Regions from separate parts of the Mus musculus genome. Here regions 2 and 3 are each linked to region 1. Evidence: chromatin contacts called from public Hi-C data. All regions are on one chromosome and are shown on one strand. The core of a region is the stretch at or near the end of the contact, and the rest is flanking DNA. Distances in the headings are between cores, read along the strand shown. Region 1 overlaps Thbs4 (thrombospondin 4). Region 2 has its middle 38 kb from the start of Gm31977. Region 3 overlaps Homer1 (homer scaffolding protein 1).

The links. Hi-C and Micro-C count contacts between places; a contact is called where the count stands out from the background.
Region 2: a Hi-C map of cortical neurons shows a contact between it and region 1, with 2.4 times the contacts expected there. The contact joins two enhancer-like sites. A contact is called at or near these places in 1 of 15 datasets of contacts at CTCF or cohesin (large pre-B cells) and 2 of 484 Hi-C or Micro-C datasets (the Ba/F3 cell line and cortical neurons).
Region 3: a contact with region 1 is called in a Hi-C map of cerebral cortex, with 7 times the contacts expected there. The contact joins two enhancer-like sites. A contact is called at or near these places in 3 of 484 Hi-C or Micro-C datasets (cerebral cortex and cortical neurons) and 1 of 115 datasets of contacts at active chromatin or transcription factors (neural progenitor cells).

Annotation. Positions count from the first base shown.
Region 1 is chr13:92,750,419-92,753,359 of GRCm38.p6, reverse strand. Thbs4 (thrombospondin 4) reads left to right here. Exons shown (of 22, transcript NM_011582.3): 21 at 867-1,006; 22 at 1,548-1,774. The coding sequence ends at 1,609. Among named protein-coding and RNA genes, the nearest start is that of Thbs4, 43 kb to the left of the region's middle. Within about 2 kb of position 1,424, at least 55 of the 459 cell types and tissues checked have an H3K27ac peak or open chromatin away from gene starts, as enhancers often do. A contact at or near this core is called in cerebral cortex and cortical neurons, where this site is marked.
Region 2 is chr13:93,559,058-93,561,998 of GRCm38.p6, reverse strand. No RefSeq gene overlaps it. Among named protein-coding and RNA genes, the nearest start is that of Gm31977, 38 kb to the left of the region's middle. Within about 2 kb of position 1,503, at least 2 of the 459 cell types and tissues checked have an H3K27ac peak or open chromatin away from gene starts, as enhancers often do. A contact at or near this core is called in cortical neurons, where this site is marked.
Region 3 is chr13:93,398,479-93,401,419 of GRCm38.p6, reverse strand. The region is part of intron 9 of Homer1 (homer scaffolding protein 1); the gene reads right to left. Among named protein-coding and RNA genes, the nearest start is that of Gm6109, 48 kb to the left of the region's middle. Within about 2 kb of position 1,524, at least 29 of the 459 cell types and tissues checked have an H3K27ac peak or open chromatin away from gene starts, as enhancers often do. A contact at or near this core is called in cerebral cortex and cortical neurons, where this site is marked.

The DNA.
Region 1 (2,941 bases), core at 175-2,674:
TTTCGAACAGAACGGCATGCTCAGGCACTTCTTGGTTTACCCTGGGGAATTAATTGGGGAGTTTAACTTAAAATCAATGCAGAAGAAAATGATGCTCGGGCTGGAGAGATGGCTCAGTGGGTAAGAGCACTGACTGCTCTTCCAAAGGTCCCGAGTTCAAATCCCAGCAACCACATGGTGGCTCACAACCATCTGCAATGAGATCTGATGCCCTCTTCTGGTGTGTCTGAAGACAGCTACAGTGTACTCATATATAATAATAAATAAATCTTAAAAAAAAAAAAGAAAATGATGCTCAGGGTAAAACGCCATTGCCTCTCCGAGGCGAGGCGCAGCTCACCTTCCCCATGACACTCCACAAGGGTACAGAGCACAGGGCAAGCTTTGGCTAACTCACTCCGGGGTATTGAAGGCTGGCATCCAGGGGCTTCTGTCCCTCAGTGCTACTATGACAACTGAAATTGCCCCCACAACTGCCTAAAGCTACTGATCAAGGCTCTGAGAGTCCACCAGTGAAATCAGCTAGACCAAAGAAGAAAGCGCAGGGCTTCTAGGTACAGTATCCAGAGAAAATAACTCACAAGACAGTGAAGCCACAAAACCACTTGTCCGTGATGTCAAGCTATTTTGTTTTAATTCACCAGCAAGTACCGATCCAGGAACTATGCACCTGACACCATGCTGGGCCTGTTAAAAACCAAGTTAGGGAGCCGTGGACTCTTGGTTCCTGTCCTGGGGAACTTCTAACCTCACTGGGGAGGGACCAACTAGAGTTAGTGGAAAACAACATGTCTGAATAAAGAGGTAAGTACAAGAGTCGGAAGTGGCACCATGTTCCTCACCGTGGACACCTGTGCTCTCTGCAGGGTGCGCTTTTATGAAGGCTCGGAGTTGGTGGCTGACTCTGGGGTCACCATAGACACCACCATGCGTGGAGGCCGACTTGGTGTGTTCTGCTTCTCTCAAGAAAACATCATCTGGTCCAACCTCAAGTACCGCTGCAACGGTAACCTTCATGCTGAGTGCCCCTCAACAGCACAGGGGAGCAACCAAGAAATCTTATTTCTATAACATGCATCCTCCCACCCCGCCCCCCCCCCCCGCCCCAAAGCCTCACCACCACGTGCGTGATGGTGATGTACCCTGCATAACATAAGAGGAAGGCAGAGCCAGGCTTTCCTGCTTCCCAAATCTGAAAATTGAAACCCATAGAATTTAACTGCATGTTTTAGAGTTAGGGGTTCGGTGAGAAATTCCGTCAGTTTAATTTACAGGCAGCCTTTCTTTTTCATTAGACTCAAACATAATCACAGACTAAAAAGGCACTCTGCCTGCTAATTTTCCCTAGGCCTATGAATAAGCCCTGCTGGGCTTTAAGCCAAGGATTTGCAACAAAGCAACCTGAAGTAGAAAATGGCTGCGAGCCTGTGGGAGTCTCAGGCGAGCTGACAGCGCCCCCTACAGGAGGCCTGGGCGGCATGTGGTGGCCATGATTCCAGCCTGGAAGGATCCTCATTAACTAACTACCACCCCGATTCTTGTTGCAGACACCATACCAGAGGACTTCCAGGAGTTCCAGACCCAGAGTTTCGACCGCTTGGATAATTGAGCCAAGAAGCAATCCCACAACTGCCTTCTCAAACACCAAAAGCAACATCTTTTTTAAAACTTCCTATAATTCTCTTTATATTATCATGGCTTTTCTTTTACCAGCCCAAATACGTCAAAACTTTTTATATGAATGTGGAAATAAAGAAGAGACTATTTCTAATAACCATGGTGCTCAGTCGTTTCTAATGGAAGCTCAGGCTTTGGTGATGTGTGTTGTTTTCTGAGGAATCCTTGATAAACTTACCAGATTGGTTTTATTCCCCCACCCCCACCCCCTTGAGTATGTACTGTGTGCCACGGAGCACGGGTATGAACCGGACAGCCAAACCAAAGGTCATTTCTGGGGTGACCCTATTTAGTGCCATGCTAAAGCCTGCTTTCTGTTCACACAGACTCCTCATTCTTGGAATGTAGTCTCCAGGGAAGCCCCCCACCCCCACCCCAGGCTTCGGGAGGAGGTGACATCCTGAGAAACCTGAACTAAGCTTGCCTTGTTCTTCTGACACCCTTCCCTCAGCCTTTCTGTCACCTCCTTCCACAGACACTTACGGATTTGGCTCCCCCTAGCGTCCTGTGAGTCAAATGGAAGAAAACAGATCTTGTCATTCTATGTCTGTCACTGTATTCAGATCCCACAGTACCAGGCAGGAAGCAAACAGCCAGTAAGCATTCGCTGGGCAGTGAAGGGAGAGTGGCTGCCTTTGAGGTAACAAAAACAGTGGGATGTAGGGTCTGGTGACAATGACAGTAGAGCCAGTCACCATGTGTACAGGGCAGAAGCTTTCTGCAGCTGTGTACTAGCCGATACTTTCCAGTAGTCAATCAAGATACCCAGAAATTTTATAAATCCCCTTGAGATTTAATTCTAAAGAAGTTTGGCAATTTATTTTATTATTATTTTATGGTTTTAGATGGGTTCTCATATAAACCAGACTGGTCCCAAACTCTCTGTGTGACCAAAGATCACCGTGAGCTTCTGGTCCTCCTGCCCCGACTTCTTCATACTAGGTTTAAAGGTATGCATCATACCTGGTTTCGTGTCCTGCTAGGTATTGAATTCTAGGCATACTAAACCAGCTGAGCCTCAACCACAGCTCAGCAATGTATTTTTCATTCCCATAATTCCCTAGAGTATCATAAATTATAAACATTCCTCCCACTTTTACCATGGCTATAGTATTCAGAGTTCACATGGCTGCCAATGACTCTTCTCAATCTCTGGGTGAAACACATCTACAGCCCTTCCTAAATTCCGAAATCCCTGGGCAGGGAGGGGGACTCAATGACAGGAAATGGTTACCTTTCAAGCACCCCTCTTTTACAGCTAACA
Region 2 (2,941 bases), core at 254-2,753, 810 kb before region 1:
TCTCAAATTTAACAGCCATGACTACACAGTCTCTTACATGTAGCAATGTATACATTTTTAAGAGAGTAATATAGTAAATTGAGATATGTACTTGGCTTTCATATGCATCTGTCACTTCTCAGCCAAACTTAATGTCACCTCCCTTTGGAATTATGTTGGCTTCTGTTACTTTAAAGATCAAAACTTGCACAGACATGATAAAAAAGAATTTTTGCTTTGAAAGAGCACGCTATGAGTTCATTCTTTCAGTATCCACTGCTACCAGCTTACTCTGAATATTTTTAGCCTAAGCTGATTTTTCAATATTTATTTAATGTATGTAAATAACACATGTCCTTTCTGGCAATGCCATTTACATTCTGACAAAGCAATAACTCTGAGGGCCTGTTGTTGTCATTGGCGTCTCAAGGGTTTTGGGTCAAGTTACCCAGTGACTGTGGGCACCACCCTCATCCTACAGGACTCCTTATGAATAACACAAGCATAAAGACTCGTAATTACCTACAGCCAGCCAACCCTCTTTGAAGTTTCTAAAAGTACACTGCTCTGGGTGTTTGCCCACAGTTGTTTATTAGTTGGTCAGATTACAAAGCAAATCCTAATTTACTCAAAGCAAAGCAGCACCCTTTCATGTTTTAAGTCTGAGTTACAATATTACTAACTTAAACACAGAACAAGCACATAGAAACAATCTCTTTGCATGGGAAACAGCATCGTGAATGGATGCGAACATGTAACTACTTTTGTTTTAAGAGAATGGTTACTATGATCGAAATTGGTCCAATCCACCAAAGGAAAAGATACTATTTCTCTGGTAAGGTATGCTGCGCATTTTAACGATGTGACTCAGTGTTCACAGCAAATGGCTCATCTTAAGATGGGCGAGGGAGGGGTCAAGAATGTGGAAACACACCTGTAATTCCAGCACTTAGGAAGTAGAGGTAGTTGTTGTTCGGGGTTATCCTCAGCTACAAGAGCATCTAAGGCCACTCGGGCTACATGTGATGCTGTCTCAAAACAAAACAACAGCATAAAGTTGTTGAATAAAAATATTTTGGGACGCTGTTCAGCATTGTTGACTGCCCCTCCAACTCCTCACTGTATCACGTCTTAAACCTACTTTTGTTTTGAAAGCCTTTGTCTGGACTACTTGTTGACTCTATATCTTTAATTATGTGCATTTGTGTGTGTGCTGGAGACAGGGTATGTGCACATGAATACAGATGTCCTCAGAGGTCTGAAAAAGGGCATCAAACCCTCTGCACCTGGAGTTACAAGTGATTATAACTCTAGTCCTCTGCAAAAATAATATAGAATCCTAACTCCTGAGCCATCTCTCCAGATCTACATTCTATTTTTATATAAGAAATTTGCTCACAATTTGATATAAAACATCCCATGCTTATTTTCATCTATCTCCATAGTAACTACACATTAACAGCCCTGGGAAACATTAGACCAGGACAAAAGCATATACCAAGAAGCAACTGTTTCCTAGGCACTGACTCTCTGAGCCAGTCTGGTACACGTGACAGCCAGATGCACTTTTCAGTTCATCGTAACAGAATCAACTGTACTGTCCCCATCAGCCCCAAAGAAGTGATATGGCGTCTGTGTGAAATGATGTACTATCCATCTTGTGCAAAATCCATAGTGATAAAAACAAAGTTAAGGATTAGAAGATGGCTCAGCCTGTCACAAAAGCACATGGACCTGAGTTCAGATCCCCGGTCCCCACATAAAATCCTAGGGATAGTGGTCACATCTATACTCTCACTGCTAGGAAACTTGCATCAGGAGGAGAATTCCTGGGGCTTAGAGCCAGCCCAATGGAATCAGTGAGCTCCAGGTTCCGTGAGAACTCTGTCTCACAAAAGAAAAAGAGGGTCAGTAATATGTCTCAACAGGGAAAGGCTCTTGGGCCAAACCTGACAACCTGAGTTTGATCCCCAAAAGCCACATGGAAGAAGGGGGTGCACTCCCTCAAGTTGTACTGTGATCTCCATATGGCACATGGGCAGTTTACTTACCCTCTCTATCACCAGCTCCCAACAGGATAGCTAGAAGATAGATAGATAGATAGATAGATAGATAGATAGATAGATAGATAGATAGCTCTGGGTGTGGTGGAATATACCTTTAACCCCAGCACTTAGCAGCTAGAGATGGATCTCTACTATTTCAAGGCCAGCCTGGTCTACACAGCAAGTTACAGGACAGCCAGGGTTACATAGAGAGACCTTGTCTCAAAAAGAAAGAGAGAGAGAGAGAGAGAGAGGAAGAAGAAGAAAGAGAGAGAGAGACAGAAAGAAAGAAAGAAAGAAAGAAAGAAAGAAAGAAAGAGAGAGAGAGAGAGAGAGAGAGAAAGAAAGAAAAAAGAAAGAGAGAGAGAGAACAAGAGACAGACAGAAGGAAGGAAGGAAGGAAGGAAGGAAGGAAGGAAGGAAGGAAGGAAAGAGGGCTGGAGCGATGGCTCAGTGATTAAGATCACTGACTACTCTCCCAGAGGTCCTGAGTTCATATCCTAGCCACCACATGGTGGCCACAACCATCTATAAAAAGACCTGATTCTTTCGTCTTCTGGTGTCTGAAGACAGCTACAGTGTACTTTCATATGATAAATAAAATCTTTAAAAAAAAAAAGAAAGAAAAGAAAGGAAAGAAAGAAAGAGAAAGGAAGAAAAAGAAAAGAAAGGAAAACGAAAAACAAAACAAAACTAAAAATACATAAATAAAAAGTAAGGCGAAGGGACTGGAGAGGCAGATCAGCAGTTAAAAGCACTGCTACTAAGCCAGGCGGTGGTGGCGCACGCCTTTAATCCCAGCACTTGGGAGGCAGAGGCAGGCAGATTTCTGAGTTCAAGGCCAGCCTGGTCTGCAAAGTGAGTTCCAGGACAGCCTGGTCTATACAGAGAAATCCTGCCTCGAAAATAATAATAAT
Region 3 (2,941 bases), core at 275-2,774, 650 kb before region 1:
ATGGCAAATACTAGATAATGAAGCAAGTCCAAAAAGCCAAAATTACATGAGTGATGATTTAGCTTAAGCTTTAAAAAAATCAAATTTAGAGTTGGCTCAGCAGTTAAGAGCACTGGCTATTCTTCTATAGGACCAGGATTCAATTCCCAGCACCCACATGGCAGCACACATCCATCTGTAACTCCAGTTCCAGGGAATCCAATGCCATCTTCTGGCCTCCACAGGCATTGCATGCATGTGGTACATAAATATGCATGTTGACAAAACATTCATACACATAGAAATAAAGATGTAAATGAAGGAATTCTGCTGTTTGCATTAGGAATACTTTTTTCTCCATATTATTTTTTTTCACAATATTTTCAAAAATGGAAGCGTTTAGAGCCAGCAAGATGCTCACCAGATAAAGATTCTTGTTTCCAAAACTCACAACCTGGGTATAGTATTGCACACCAGTACTAGGGAAGCAGAGGCAGATAGATCTCTGTGAGACCAAGGTTAGCCTGGTCTACAGAGTGAGTTTCAGGACACCCATAGCTACATAGTGAGACCTTGACTCATTCACTCACATACACATACACCATACACACATAGTGGAAATTTACAATCCACTGTGGCAAACACATAATAAATATATAAATGTAATTAAAACATTGAAGTCTTGAGAAAAAGATTTGGGTAAACTGATTTGAAAACATTAAATAAAGTAACAATTGGCCGGGCAGTGGTGGCGCACGCCTTTAATACCAGCACTCAGGAGGCAGAGGCAGCCTGAGTTCGAGGCCAGCCTGGTCTACAGAGTGAGTTCCAGGACAGCCAGGGCTATACAGAGAAACCCTGTCTCAAAAAACCAAAAAAAAAAAAAAAGAAAAGTAACAATTGATAATCCTCATCATAACCATGTGATCTGACATTATAGCATGCTTAGATGAGCTCCAATGTGTAGAAGAATCAAGAGGGAAACAGCACAGCTACAGTTTATAACTTAAGAGTCTAACAGCCCAGTACAATCTCAAAGTGTTTGCTACTTGATGTTAGCCACTTCAACGTTAGTCTTGCATGTTTTTAATCAATCTTCGAATAATCTGCAAAGTGAAGACATCTAATAAAAAATTTGAAATTAATAGTAATAAATTTAGAAGCTAAATCCATAGAGGCTGTAAACTATTAGAGAGGAAGAAGTCCTGTGATCAAATGTGAAAATTGCACTCATGACTGCAGAGTGTTCTTTTGCATTTCAACAAGCTTAAGGATTGAATGTTTCCAGCTACAGAAATAGACTGAACGTCACTCCTCATCATGTCCAGCTCACAGCCACTGCCCAGTTTGCCCTCTACAGCGTCCCTTAGAAATGAAAGGCCCCTTGTTCTCTTCTCCACCCAATGTAACATCCAAACATTTTAAATGGAACCTCACAAAACACTATTTCTTCAGTTGTTTAAAGCCGCACTATACTCTTTAGATGAATGTCCTACTCCAAGACAGGCCTCTGTAGGAAATGTACTAGTTAGGTAACATAGCAGCACTCACACTATACAGATGGCTGTGACCTATTTTTAGATGGGGAGAATATGTTCTAGGTAAGAATAGATAACCTAGAGAGTAGGGGCCAAGTAGTGTGACTGAAGTGACAGCCAGCACTCGCCAGTCTCCTTCTGGCCTTTGCTGCTCTCCCCGGGCTTGCCTTCTACCATTGCTTTTGTCAGTTAATTTCCTCATCTTTAAGGCACACGAGGGCCACCAATTTCATGCTGCACATGAAAAAAAATAATAGAACAGAATCTCAAATTCCTTTGTTAAGAGACTCAAAATAGATTTTTTTTTTAAATTACATATTAAAACTATAGCCAATGGGACCGGCTATACTAATTTTCACTACATTTAAATCCTACACCATTCAATCTAAATAAAAGCCATACAAAAATTGTCTTGACATCTGCCTCGCAGATTATACTTAAGATATCAAGTATGCACTTAAGATATATCTTATAATAGACTATGAACATTTACACATATCAGGATATTTCAATCGACAAGAGAAGCGTCAATAACTCATATCTACACAGCAGTAAAAGAAATGTATGTATTTTGAAGACGTTATCTAACAATTAGTTGTTGGGCAGATGCAGTAGACACTAGGGATAAGTTATTCAGCATGAGTAAAATGGTCTTTACTTAATGATGTCTAGAAAGAAGATATTGGCAATAAAAAAGTAGAAGCTGTTTCTGAGTGGACAAAGTAGTAAGTGTTTGTACACTGACATCTGCCAGCTATCCTCCACAAACCACAGGAACATGCACTGAGAATAAAGTTGTGCAAATGTCAGGACTTCAACTTTACTGAAGACAGAGAACACCACAAGCATCAGAGATTGTAACAGTGTCTGCAGGTCTGTTTCTGGGTCACAGAGAGAGTGTGGGGCTGGCACAGAGAAAGACCTCTGCGACTGCCTAACCCTAAAACAAGAGCTGGGCTGGACAGAACAGATCTGCATTTGAGGGATAACCCCATGAAACTTGTGAGGCAGTCTTGCAAAGCCTCTTCAGAAGAGAATAAAAGACAAGGAGTCTCTAGGAACAACGAAGGGCAAACGAAACAAGACAAAAAGTTAAGCTCTTGTTATATAAAGGAAAATTAAAACAGTGAAACACACACAACCTATCTCCTACTGCTCCTCGGAAGAGGGTGTTTTGAACTATGAGTTTATAAATCACCTTAAACTGTCATTCTGTCCACAAAAATGCAAAGATACAGGACTCATTTATAAGCACAATCAATAGAAAATACTAAAAACTCAGTAAAACGAAAAAAATTCTTGAAACCAACTATGAAGCAGAAAAAATTCTTAATATAATATTCCATGTTGAATTAAAGTTTATATAAAATTATTCAAAAAGGAGCTTGAATTGTGCACCCAAAACTAGGGACACAAGGTTGGCC